Linked DNA regions of Mus musculus: all the other regions are linked to region 3. A link is a contact called in public Hi-C, HiChIP or PLAC-seq and promoter capture Hi-C data. All regions are on one chromosome and are shown on one strand. The core of a region is the stretch at or near the end of the contact, and the rest is flanking DNA. Distances in the headings are between cores, read along the strand shown.

Region 1 (3,182 bases), core at 53-2,552, 410 kb before region 3:
GTGTGCATGTTTTCTTCAATTGTTCTCCACCTTATTTTTGGGACAGGTTCTTACCTTGAACCTGAATCTCACTGAGTGCACTGCTTGGGTTACAGGTATGGGCTGCTGTACCCAGGTTTTCATATGGGTTCTGGAGATCTGACCTCAGGTCTTCATGTTTGCACGGTAAGTACTTTACTGACTGACTCTACTTCCCTAGCCCCAGCTGTTCAGTTTTTATGCAATGACCTTACTAGATACCAGGGTATAACTTGTGTCCAATAGTGAGCCAACTTTGGACATTTGGGGATAAAGCCTTTAGACACACCTCAGGATAAAGAAGTTAGGGTCCACCTGGGGATTGGCTCTTGGCAATTGGGATTAATGTCACTGGCTGTGTGCTCTCCTCCACACCTGTTTCTGGACCGATGTGACGTGCTGGCTTCACACGAGTGTTCTCTCAACACCTCTTCCTCCTGCTTGCCCTTGCCCTTCCTCTTGGTCTGGGGCCCCACTCCTCCAGCAGCATCCCATCTGAAAACCCTTGACCAGAGTGGCCTTGTCATGTCTCACCAAGCCCCATCTGTGTTTGGGACGAACATCCAAGCATTACACACTCTTCTCTAAGAGTGTAAAATGTTGACTGCGCCACTTAGCCAAGGTTCCCGCCCCCCAATCCTCACCCCCAGAAGAGGACAAAGAGAGGCGAAGCCCGAGGAAACACGGACATTTCTGTGTGAAACTGAGAAGACATCCTGTTCCACTCTGGCTCTCATAAACATTAAACTTCTTTTTAAATGGTGATATTTCTAGCCTATTCTGACTGAAATGTATTGATTTTTTTCCCCTCTGTGAGTCACTGCCTATTTTTCCTTCCTACAGTAGAAACATATTAAATATCAATGTGATGATAAAAAAACACATATGTGTATGTGTGGGTGGGCAGATGAGAGCGTGAGGGGATTGTTTTTACAAACTCTCAGAAAGGAAATGGCTTTCTTACAGATTCCCACATCGTCATCCAGCTCCTCACATCCTCAGTCCACTGAAACAAAACCAAATAACCATTTCCGGTTTGAAAGCCAGCAGGGGAAAAATTTCAGAAAGTTCCGGCGATGGTCCGCCATTTCGGGGCTATGTGTCTATATACTTAATATATATCAGCAATTTGAGGTGGTGAGGGAGTCAGGCTGCTATTCCTACTTTGGGCAGTAGAGGGCAGATGTTTCCACTCCTGCCTGGCTGATATTACCCAGGCAACAACATTATGTTTATGCAAACAGCCTTTGACATAATAGCTTTGCAACAGCTGAAAATTGAATTGTGCCTTCAGGCCAAACATCTAGACCACCGCCTTTGTTAGATTCCTCTGCCGCAGTAAATTGCGCTCACCCTTGGCTCCGGAGCTACTTTCCCCTGGATTCCAGGCCCACGATAACTTTAGAAGAAAGACAAATGCTATTTCTTCACACAAATGGTCCTTACGTATTTTTTTTTGTTGTTTTTTTGTTTTTTTGTTTTTTTCACTTCCAACTCTCATCTGAGGGCCTGAAATTGCTGCGTGCATTTCTCCAGCCAACTGAAGAAAGAAAATAAAAAGAAAACCCGAGACCTACACCAAATCCATCGAATTCTAGAATCTCTGTGGGTTCCCACAGCTTTTTAGTGCTTCCACTTGATCTAATTAGGACTTCGCCTCCCGAAATAAATACCTAATAAAGAATGAACCTATTAACAGACTAAATTTACTACACGCCCATTTGTGTGAGTCCTTTGCGCGTTTTCTTGAAGTGGTAATGCAGATGAAACTGAACGTTGTTTGAGTGGATAATGGTCTCCCGCTGTAAGATGGATTGTAGAAAGTAAAGGTGGGGCAGGAGGGGGGAGCAGGTCGCTTTATTGAATTCCATAGATGATAATGGTGTCACCTGAAATAGCTTCCTGAATAGAGAGTAAAGGGGAGAGAAACAGCAACATCCACAGCCAATGTGCAACCGGGGAACAGTTGGTTTTCTTGGAAGTAATCTTACATTGGTTTTGGGCTCATTGTCCTAGTTTTGGTGTGTGTGTGTGTGTGTGTGTGTGTGTGTGTGTTGCTAGAAGGTAGATTTAAAAATAATATTTTATTTTTAATTAAATTGTGTGTGTATGTGTGCTCGTGCGCACTACATGTGAGTACAGATTCCTGAAGAGGCTAGTGATCTCAGGTCCCTAGGTGCTGCAGTTGCAGGTGCTTGTGAGTCACCTGACCTGGGTGCTGAGAGCTGATCTGGGACCTTTTGCGAGTCATGCCCTTTAAATGATGATCCGTCTCTCCAGCCCAGAAAGCAGATTTCAGAGACAGTTGTTGTTGGGCCTCATTGATATCCTGGTTGGCTTTTGTTGTTGTTGTTAACTAGACACAAAAAGGTCTTATTAGATTGACTACGGCAAGTCTCTATAGAACATTTTCTTGATTCCTGATTGGCATGAGAGGGCCCAGCTCATTGTGGCTGACGACACCCCTGGACTCATGGTCCTGGGCTGTATAAGAAAGCAGGTCTAGCAAGTTGTGGAGAGCAAGCAAGTAGGCAATGTTCTTCCGTGGCTTTTGCTTCAGTTGCTGTCTTTACATTCCTCTCTTGAGTTCTTGCCATGGCTGTCTTCAGTGGACTACGGCCTGGGATCCATAAGCAGAAATAAACCCTTTGCTGATTGCTTGTGGTCATGGTGCTTAGCACAACAATAGAACCCAAGCTAGGAAAACAGATGCTTTCGGAGAAAAAAAAATAGATAATGTCAGTATGAAACTGAAACTTAGTGTGTAGGGGTGTAGTAGAATTCATTCATTAGCAAATATTCACCAGATGCCCACCTGCTACAAAGTAACTCTGAAATTGCAGCTTGGATACACGGTGGAAAGGCAAGTCCCAGGTGTTCTGTCCGTCTCTCTTCTCTTCTCTTCTCTTCTCTTCTCTTCTCTTCTCTTCTCTTCTCTTCTCTTCTCTTTTCTTTTTTCTTTTTTGGTTTTTCGAGACAGGGTTTCTCTGTATAGCTCTTTGGCTGTCCTAGAACTCACTCTGTAGACCAGGCTGGCCTCAAACTCAGAAATCTGCCTGTCTCTGCCTCCCAAGTGCTGGGATTAAAGGCGTGGGCCACCACTGCCTGGCTTACTTATTTCTTTAGGTTGCTTCCCAACCTTGATCAGCTTGTAGCCCCCCACC
Region 2 (3,119 bases), core at 579-3,078, 350 kb after region 3:
CAGTGCTATTAAACCCTCCATTTCCAGGTTGGGGTTTCAAGTTGCAGAATTGCTTCCCAGACCCTGCAAACTGACATTTACCTAACTCCATCCACCCAAAGTCCCCCTCTCCCCACTGGCAGCCTCCTCTGACTTCATCTCCAGGGACTAGGTTCAAACAATACCCTTGCTCTGGCTGACGAGAAGAGCATGTACCCCATGTGTGAGGCTAATTGGTTCATATAGCTCTGGAGTGTTGGCTTCTCCATTCTGAGCCGAGGGTATCACCAATCTTTAAGTAGAGCTGTCCTACAAAATCACATGGCGTCTAACACCAAGTGCACACTGACTAAAACCAGATGCAGCGTATGAGAGAAAGTCTGTTCAAAGCCTTGTAGCATTAAAGAACTATGGCCCAGAGCATTCCAGGTCTAATCTGGATAATACTCTGCAAATATTTCAGGCGATTTTTCTCACGTCTCTCCATCCCTCATCACTCTCACCATTGAATTTCCTAACTTGACTTCATTATCATAAAATCAAAATGCATGTCACCCATAGATAATATCTCTCCTGTAAGGTGATCACTAAGGAGAATGGCTCTGTAGTTACAGAAGCTTGAGACCTGTTGACATACTAAGGACTCCGGGTTTGATGGGGTCTCAACAGTTATCCACGGATAAGTTGAATGCTTCACTTAATATTGACTAATGTTAATGGGGTCAAAAGAGTTTCATTCTCTCATCTGGCATGGGGCATCTATTAATATCTGTAGAAGCTGGCATTCCAGGTAGCTACCTGGAAGATTTTGGAAGATACCTTGGTATATACTTCTTGTTTGGTGCAAATACTAGAGACTGAGGAGAGAGAGAGAGAGAGAGAGAGAGAGAGAGAGAGAGAGAGAGAGAGAGAGAAGGAACTAACTGGATATGCATCAATAGGAAGATTCAATGTTGGAGCTAATTAAACTGTTTCTATGATGTTCTAAGAATTAGTTTGCAAATGGGCATGGCGTATGTGTACTGCTGGGTGTGGTTGGAAGGGAAGAAAAGAAAAGAAGAGAAGAGGAGAGGAGAGGAGAGGAGAGGAGAGGAGAGGAGAGGAGAGGAGAGAAGAGAAGAGAAGAGAAGAGAAGAGAAGAGAAGAGAAGAGAAGAGAAGAGAAGAGAAGAGAAGAGAAGAGAAGAGAAGAGAAGAGAAGAGAAGAGAAGAGAAAAGTTTCTCCTGCCTGTGACTCTGTCCACTTTTGGCTCTAGTGGCGTTGTTCTGGGGAGAATGCTCAAGAGAAAAGGAATCGTGCTACAACTGGCTTTTAAAAAGATGCAGTGTAGAATCTTCCTTTCCCAATGGGGAAACTGAAGCCCAGTCACCAACACTGAATAAATCCCTGTTTTCTAAGCAATAAGACAAGAGTTACTGCCCAGTTTTGACTCTTTTTGCCCAAGATTAACCCCTATAAATCTACACTATTGCTTGGAATATAGTATGCCCCACCCCAACTCCCAACCCCCACCCTCACCACTGCCCACCAATCCTAAGGTTACACTCAAAACAAAACAAACAAACAAAATAGGCCAATTAAGTACCTTAGAGTGCCTCCTCCTTGTTATTTCTGTGATTGAATAAAAGGATCGTGACAGCCTAAAATATCCACCACAGAACCATCCAAATATAACTGGGACTTGATTAGTTTTCGAACCATCTCCTTCTTATGCCTCTGTCCCCTCTGTCTTCTAGAACCTTGCCATGAATTGTAAGCCACAAATTTAATACTAGATTATATAAATGTTATGCAACTCTCTAATTTGTTTCATGGGAGCAAGTTGTCTTTCCAAGTAAAACACCAGATCCCACAAAGCCTGACTTTAATTGCCTGTGGTACCTCTCCCAGTGTTAAGACAACCGGCAGGCAAGCCAACTGCTACTCATTGTTTCAGAATTGAAGGAATTCAGAAGAGATACTGAAAAGATGGTGATCTGTAGAGAACAGTAGCACAGGCCCCTCCCTGCTCCACAGCCCTGTGAGTGGTAAAGTAAAAGCATCAAGCCCATTTCTGGTCAAGTTAAAAAAAAAGACTCACCCCCATATTCAACATTAGCTCTCATCAACCCTGGTGGTTTTCCTCAATTTAGACATAAAACACTACAATGCATTTTCTTCTAAGTAATTGGGAGTAGGGAAGAAGATCTTAAGAATACCAGTAAAATAATCGCGTGAAAGGGAGGACAGGGAAAAGGGCAAGAAACAATAAAAAAGAAAAGAACAAAAGGATGGAAAATGTAATCAGGAGAGTCCTGTGTGGCACACGGGAGGCACCCACAGAGTGCCACCTCTCTCTCTCTCTCTCTCTCTCTCTCTCCCAACCCTCAAGGGACAGCAGGGAGCCAAGCTAAACTACTCATTTGCAAAAGATGATGTGGTTGGGGGGGAGAGTACTGTGAGGGTAAATTACTCTGGTCCTATTTTCTCTGCCTCTTTCTTTCTTTCCTTCCTTCTTTTTTTTTAAATTCTTCAGCTAAAAAAAGACTGTGCATAATAGCATCAACTGCTAATCTACATCACTATCTGCTTGTCCTGGCTCACCTGCCTCGGTTCTCCATCCAGGCTATTGAGCCAGGGAAATGGAGAAAAAGATTTTTTAAAAAATCTACTTCAGATGATATGAACTGGATTTTACGGATAGCATGCCCATCAATCATATGGTTAGGAATTAAGACATTGGATAAGCAGGGACCCATTTCAAGGGAAGAAGCCAAAGCTGGTTAGTTGTCTTACTCCTTGGCTACAGCATGGGTCTTTGCTTTGAAAAGGATAAATTCTCCATAGAAGTTAATGACTCCAAACAGAGCACACACATCTAGAAAGCAAAGAATCTCCCTCTTACATCTTTGAGTGTACATGTCACTTCTATAAGACTGGCAAAGGTTACAGTACTGATAGGGACACCCTCAACACAAAGCAGTGCTGGCAAGGGGTGGGGGGGACACAACTCTTGGAAGATAAGATCTTCAGATGAGGACCATGGTCCAGGTTAAAGCAAAAATCGTTGTGAGGTTGACCTCCACAAGTAAACCTGAGAGTTTCTGTGTGAACCTGAGAATTCCCTTCCTTAGCACTGAAAAACTTAGTAGCAGGCCAAC
Region 3 (3,201 bases), core at 533-3,032:
AGCATCTTGCTTTAAGGTGATAAATAAGTGGATCTTTATTATTTGTTTTTATTCTTCTCCATTTGTATGACGTGCATATACATGAGTGTGTGTCTTTGTATATGTAGATGTGGATGTGTAAGTGCCACAATGAGTGTGGCGATCAGAGGACAACCTTGGGTGTCTGTCCTCTTTCTTCGCCTTGTTTGAGACAGGGTCTCCTGTTCACCACTGTACATCAGGCTAGTTGGCCCATGGACTTCTAGGATCCTTGGCCCCATTTTCCCATAGGAATGGTATGATTACAGGCGCATGCTGCCCTATGGCATCTAGCTCTGTATGGGTTGTGGAGATAGGAGCCCAGGTCTTCATGATTTCGTGACCAGCTCTGCTTCTTCTGCCCCATTTCTCTAGCCTCAACTCATTGCTTCAGAAACAGTCTCTTCCTTCATAGTATGCTTAAATCTTGTGTTAATTTATGGGACACTTAGAAAAGGTTTTACATGTTGTGCCAAGAAGTCGGTTATGACTAAAGGTAGCGCCATCTCATATAAGAGTCCTGGACCTGAAGTGTCCACAGGAATGAGGTACCTAGGAGAGGGTGACCTCTGGCCCCTGGCACGAGGAGGGAGACCTGGGATGGCTTATGCGGAGGTAATGCTCACAATTCCAGCAGGCATTGCTCCGGCAGACAAGAGAAAACAGTAAAACTCTCAGAGGAAGTGCGTGGTGGGCTGAATACCACAGAGGCCAACAGTGTACTTTCCACCTCTTCAAAGATCGATGGTTCTTCTCGGCTATAACTCTAAGGAACACTGGGCGATGCTGGTGGGTGGAAGAAACTCATGGCATCAGATGAGACATTCTTTGTAACAACAGTGTTATTCTTATTTTTTTAAAGTCTTCTTTAATCTTTCTGATTATGTGAAAAACAGTGTCTTAGATTCATGCTGGCCTGTACAATACAAACTTTAAATATCTTTTTTTAAAGTCAGGAACCATCCCAGTTAATGTTCCGGCCTCTCAGTCAGTTGCTCTCCAAAGTGAGGAAGATGGTGGGGGCTTCTTCCTAGAGCAGTGGCAATCAGCACTGCATAGAAGACCTGGCACTGGCTCAGATCTCAGCGAGTCTCACTAGTTTGGTTTTCGCATCTATCGTCTTCCCAGGCAGCCAACATTTCTCTGGCTCCTGTTCAGTAAGAAGGTTTTGTTTCAGTTGCATTTATTTTATGATCACCGTTCAGCTTCTACGTATTGTTTCTACATACTCTTTCTTTTGGCAGCTAGACTTATGAAAGGGAAGGGTAATAAAAGCGGAACATAGGGAAGGTGAATGTGATTGAACACAGTCAGGGGAAACGCACACCCATTTGATCTCTCGGGGTCTCTGCAGTTCTAAGTGTCAGTGATTGCAGGGATGAGGGAGAGAGAGAGAGAGAGAGAGGCCACAGAAGATAGCAGATTTACTCAAGGTCACGAGGCTCATTAGTGGCAGAGCTCGGAGGGGATCCAGCACCTCCAGATGCGCAGGCTCACGTTCTCTCCAGAACTTGTTCATAGTCCAGAGCCCCAGGACTCTTGTCAGCTAGGAGAGCCTTCTCTCGCCCCAGCCCTGGGCTCAGAATGCGAGGCTGCAGAGAACTTTGCCCACAGTCAACTATGATCCCTGTCCCCAAACCAACCATTGCTTGCTGTTTCATACAGCCCCGCTTCATTCTCCAGTGCTCCGATGCCATGTTCGGTGCTGGGAATTTGGGTGGGCCCAGAGTGCCTTTAGTATTACTGCTATAATTCAAAACATCCAAATTATTATTTTCTCCATGAGACGAAGCCAGGGGAACACTGTTAAGTGGAGAGAAAAGTGTTTGTTACGCTGGGCGTTCCAACAAAATGTCCTCCTTTGCCATTAAATCATAGCACTTCTAAATGAAAAGATATTTTGCAAACTTTGGCAATGACTGAAATTTGGACATGATACAGACACCCTCCCCCCCCCCTTTCCATTTTGTGCTTTTTCTCCATGTGGTCTCAAGAAATACTATTTGCTGGCTTAACTTTCCTTGTTTCTCTTTCCTCACGACCCAAGTTGTCCATTCTCCCCAAAGACCTCAGCTTGGTTTTCTGCCCACAAGTTATCATTTTAATAAATAGTGAGGCTGATAAGTAGAGGCCAGAGAGAATAGCCTTGTACCCAAATGCATTGTTTCTCAGAACCTCTCTTTCTTTAGAATTAATCATAAACACATTTATGGAAAGGAATGTGCATATTACCATGAAGCCCCTAAAGAGAATATTAATGAGGGTGTATTGACAAGACAATTAAATCTGTGTGGGCTGAAGGTGATCAATATTATCAATGAAAAATAATAATCTCCCAAACCATAAAATCCTCTGCTGAACTCTTGTGTTCAGTTGTATGCCCTTAGTGTGAAAACTCTTCTTGTGTACGTATGTGTATGTATGTGTGTGTGTATGTATGTATGTGTACATGTAAGTGTAGCATACATGTGTTAATGCATGAGTGTATGAGTATGTGTGGATATGGAGGCCAGAGAAGGAAGCTTGCTATCCTATCGCTTTTTACCTTATTTCTTTGAGACATGTCTCCCACTGAACCTGAAGCTTGCTGTTTCAAAAAGTCATGTGCCCAGTGATCTCCCAGGATCCTCTTGTTTCCTTCTCCCCAAAGAATAGCATTACAGATATGCCCAGCCATGGTTGGCTTTTGCATGGGTCACAGGGGACTGGAAGTCAGGCCCTCATGTTTGTGCATCAAATGATTTTACTGACTGAGCCATCTCCTCAGGCCCTGCTTTGTGAACAATTTCATCAAGCACTTCTCCATTTCTAATTAGCCTCCGATGTCACAAAGAATCTCTTGGTGGAATTGATGCTTCTCAGGCCCCGGCTTCTCTCTTCTCCTCTCCTCCCTGGACAAAGCATGAACAATTCCAGAGTGTGGCTGCCACACCCTCAGCTCCACTGTTGGAGCTCAAAAGCTAGGATTAGCAGCTGGGGAAATCCATTGACAGGCCTGGGATGTGTCTGGGCCCACAGCTGGGCTGCTCTTGTACAAGACCCGAGGGACATGGAACAGTAGATTGCAAATCAAAAACTCCCTCAGCAGCCTGGCTCACATTATGAACAATTCTCTCTGGTGGATCAAGAGGCAGGAGGCAGGAGGCAGGAGTTGAGTTGCTCTCCAGCCAGATCATGCATGCC
Region 4 (3,312 bases), core at 561-3,060, 270 kb before region 3:
CCCCAAACCCAAGGTGGATGGCTCCTGAGAAACATCCCCTGAGGTTGACTTCTGGCCTACATGTTCTCTGTTCCCGACATGTACCCCCTTCCCCACATACACATGAATAGCACCTCACCTGCACCCCTCGTTGATCATCACAGCTATCTGTGGTGATGCTGAGAGGCTCAGTGAGCTGATGTATGCGCTTAACAGGGCGACGGTTCCTATTCATGCCCACTCAGTGTTGGCTGGCCTGCTACGTATGATAATGAGGACCAGACAACAGTGTGTGTGTTCTGGGGGATCTGCCCATGAGTGCAGAGGAAGGGGCTTAGATGTGAAGATGTTTGAGCAAGGGAATGCTTTGTACAAAGTGTTCTGTGAGGATAATGAATTACATGGTGGCCTGTGGGCTGTTTGGGAAGTGTGTGTGTGTGTGTGTGTGTATGTGTGTGTGTGTGTGGGGGGGGGCTATGAGAAAAGAGGCAAGGACGGGGGAGTCGAATCACTATGAAAAATATCAAGGGTATTATGAAAGGCATCTGAGTGCTTGGTGATTGGATGGCTAGATAGGGAGAGACGGGCATTTCAAACTTGACTCTGAGGGTTTGAGGCCAGGGGCAGGAAACAAAGCCAACACATTGTATATCTTTAAAAGTATTGAAAAAGCCAAAACCAAATAAAAATACGGAACAGAGACATATAATCTGCGGCATCTAAAATGTTTATGATCCCCCTCCACACACACACACACTTTAAACAAAGAGTTGCCATGCCCTGGCATGGCCTAAGGACCTTGGAAAACTGTGTTCTAGAGATAAGGCCGGGAGGGAGATTCTGAGTAGATGGAATACAGCACCTCACAGGAAGTCGCAGTGATGATTAAACCTAGGGCAAGGCCGGGATGCTGAATGATGCGTCAGTTGTGAGCCACACATTCATTTCAGAAATAACTGTTTGAATGTGAGCTTAGGGCACAAATAGATCTCACTGGAATCCTAGCTACCTGTGACCCTCACCAAATGACCAGGCTCTGGGTCTCAGCTTTCTCATCTGTGAAACTGGGACAATAATACTTTAAAGGTTAAATGCAGAGGTGCAGGGGACGTATTTGAACAGTGTCTGGCAAACACAATCACAGCCTTTATTATTATTAAACATGGAAAATTCTATCAGGAAACAATGGTTTGTTTGTGCGGGGAACATCTATTGGTCTTGCCATCATTAGTAGTGTATCAGTCTTGAAGTTATTAGAACTTAGGTGTCTGATCTTGGGACCAAACTTCTCTCACTATAATCTTGGTTAGGATTTTTTAAAAAAAGAATTAAAACAACAACAACAACAACAACAACAACAACAACAACAACAATAACAACATCAAAGCTTCCCTCTCTCCCAACCCATCCCAACCCAAACCAAAATAAATAACTCACACACAAAACCAATTTCTTTATTTTTTTCTTCAGTTCCTTTCCCCCCATGTGGTCACAAACAGATTGACTTCTCTTGAGCATTTGTTACAGCTGGGTCTCCTCCTCTCTTCTTTAAGAATCTCAAAAGTTTGAAGACTGATTCCATTTTGCTCCTTCCCTATTCCCAGAGTTTTTGAGTCTCAAGTGTCAAGTTTCCTCCGCCTGGCCTCCTTAGGCCGTTTCTCAACAGCATCATCAAATCAAATCTCTTCTGCAGCGTAGGCAGAGGTCGTTCCACCTCGGAAGCGTTTGTCCATGATTCTGCAAGCTTCAGTTCTGTCTTCCCACTAAGACTCTCTGAGAGCATGGAGCAGATCCCAGAATTTCTAATCCTCTCTGCAGCAAAGCCAGCCTCTTCCCACACTCCAAGAAACAGGAAAGGGGGAAAGCAGAATGTGGTCCTCACAGAAGCCTGGCCCTGGCCCCAGAGCCCTGTCTGTTCCTGTGATGTTCCACACCCTTGCTAGTTACTTACTGCCTCCCTGAGAGGCCATCGAGGGGAGAGAGCGATTAGGGTCATCAAGATAAGGCTTGAAATATTCAAACTGGAAGCAAAAAAAGGGCTGTTTTTCCAATAGTAAGCAATCAGGGAACAGGAGGATATAATTTGAAGATTAGGGAAGTGAACAAAGAACAGAAAATTAACTTTATAGCAACGAGGAGCACAGTCTGTTTGAAGAAATAAACCTCCGCAGAGCATTGTTGATAAAATCAGACTGTTGATTTAAACGAGGAAATATGAGCAAATCAGCTGGGGGTTTGGGCGATCTGTGGAAGTTGAGGGTGAAACTTTAGGCAAACCTGGAAAGCAGGTTTTCTGCATTCCAGAAACCTCATTCCTAAGTGAGAATGGATGAGCATGTGTGCATATATGGTAAGTGTGTGTGTGTGTGTGTGTGTGTGTGTGTGTGTGTGTGTGTGTGTGCATGCAAGTATGAATGTGTCTATGTAGATATGCATATGCATACATGTATCTAAGTGTATGTGTGTAAATGTGTATGTGTGTGCACATGCACATGTGTGTATGTGTATACATCAAGGGTATACAGAAGAGGGATGTATCTTACTGGGATGTTTAAATCATTTTCATCTGGGATTGTCTTTATTTAGAACGTGGCATTTACTACTAAGAACTAGGAAACACCAGCCTCCATTCCTGAAAAGACCAGCACTGACTTGTCTTCTGGAGCCAAAAAGTCTCAAGAGAAGCTGTGGTTCTCCAGGTGGCTAGAACAGGGCTTCTTCTCACTATACAGGGGAGGGCTGACCACATTAGGACAGGAGGCCTGTCTGCTATGGGGATGAAGAGATCCTTTTCTCTGCTGGAAGAAGCTCTGAGTTTCTCAGTGTTAAGTTTTCCTGGTCCAGCATTAGCTTTCATGAAGTGTTTGTTAAGAGCTTAGATTTCTCATGGTGGGAGATGCAGAGAGCATCCCTGAATATCAGAGTGGTGTGCCTCCTGCCTCTGTATCCCTTTCTCCTCCTTCTGTCGTGTTCTGGGACCTTGGAAATGTCAGTATGGGAACCCCTTCCTTCCTGCCTCTTGGTGCATTCAGAGGATGGGAGGCACTGTGCGCGAGTGAGCTTGAGGAGAGTGCGTGGTCCCCTCCTCCCCTGCCAGGTTGTAGGTGGGCTGGTGGCTTTCTCTACTAAAGGGAAGGGTTTCTCTATACTACAGCCACAGCTCAATAAAGCTCTCTCTCGACTCAGGAATCTAGCTTTGCCCCTTTAGGTATCAGAGCTTTGTGGTTCCCAGACACTAGAGCTTTTGGAAGTCCCCTTCCATCCTCTGTCTAGAATTCTGAATAGATATAAAGGATGAGAATGCTTTACCCCATACTGAAGAGCCTGTCACAA

The links. Hi-C and Micro-C count contacts between places; a contact is called where the count stands out from the background. HiChIP or PLAC-seq counts read pairs in DNA pulled down with a chosen protein or histone mark. Capture Hi-C pulls out chosen DNA fragments and counts their contacts.
Region 1: an H3K27ac HiChIP or PLAC-seq map of heart atrium shows a contact between it and region 3, with 9 times the contacts expected there. The contact joins two enhancer-like sites. A contact is called at or near these places in 1 of 484 Hi-C or Micro-C datasets (uterus) and 2 of 115 datasets of contacts at active chromatin or transcription factors (fibro-adipogenic progenitors and heart atrium).
Region 2: a contact with region 3 is called in a promoter capture Hi-C map of adipose tissue, with 5 times the contacts expected there. The contact joins two enhancer-like sites. A contact is called at or near these places in 1 of 115 datasets of contacts at active chromatin or transcription factors (heart atrium) and 1 of 9 other capture datasets (adipose tissue).
Region 4: a Hi-C map of uterus shows a contact between it and region 3, with 9 times the contacts expected there. The contact joins two enhancer-like sites. A contact is called at or near these places in 1 of 39 promoter capture datasets (the 3T3-L1 cell line), 3 of 15 datasets of contacts at CTCF or cohesin (large pre-B cells, pro-B cells and stem cell-derived epiblast-like cells), 23 of 484 Hi-C or Micro-C datasets (the C10 cell line, the C2C12 cell line, CD4 T cells and 11 more) and 3 of 115 datasets of contacts at active chromatin or transcription factors (fibro-adipogenic progenitors, heart atrium and large pre-B cells).

What each region holds. Positions count from the first base shown.
Region 1 is chr11:45,676,896-45,680,077 of GRCm38.p6, reverse strand. All of the region lies in intron 3 of Gm39816 (a long non-coding RNA gene), which reads left to right. Among named protein-coding and RNA genes, the nearest start is that of Gm35282, 25 kb to the left of the region's middle. Within about 2 kb of position 1,302, at least 46 of the 459 cell types and tissues checked have an H3K27ac peak or open chromatin away from gene starts, as enhancers often do. A contact at or near this core is called in fibro-adipogenic progenitors, heart atrium and uterus, where this site is marked.
Region 2 is chr11:44,910,725-44,913,843 of GRCm38.p6, reverse strand. The region is part of intron 9 of Ebf1 (early B cell factor 1); the gene reads right to left. Among named protein-coding and RNA genes, the nearest start is that of Gm51859, 180 kb to the left of the region's middle. Within about 2 kb of position 1,828, at least 12 of the 459 cell types and tissues checked have an H3K27ac peak or open chromatin away from gene starts, as enhancers often do. A contact at or near this core is called in adipose tissue, where this site is marked.
Region 3 is chr11:45,263,997-45,267,197 of GRCm38.p6, reverse strand. No RefSeq gene overlaps it. Among named protein-coding and RNA genes, the nearest start is that of Gm12159, 150 kb to the right of the region's middle. Within about 2 kb of position 1,782, at least 33 of the 459 cell types and tissues checked have an H3K27ac peak or open chromatin away from gene starts, as enhancers often do. A contact at or near this core is called in adipose tissue, fibro-adipogenic progenitors, heart atrium and 1 more, where this site is marked.
Region 4 is chr11:45,534,224-45,537,535 of GRCm38.p6, reverse strand. No RefSeq gene overlaps it. Among named protein-coding and RNA genes, the nearest start is that of Gm22284, 100 kb to the left of the region's middle. Within about 2 kb of position 1,810, at least 16 of the 459 cell types and tissues checked have an H3K27ac peak or open chromatin away from gene starts, as enhancers often do. A contact at or near this core is called in heart atrium and uterus, where this site is marked.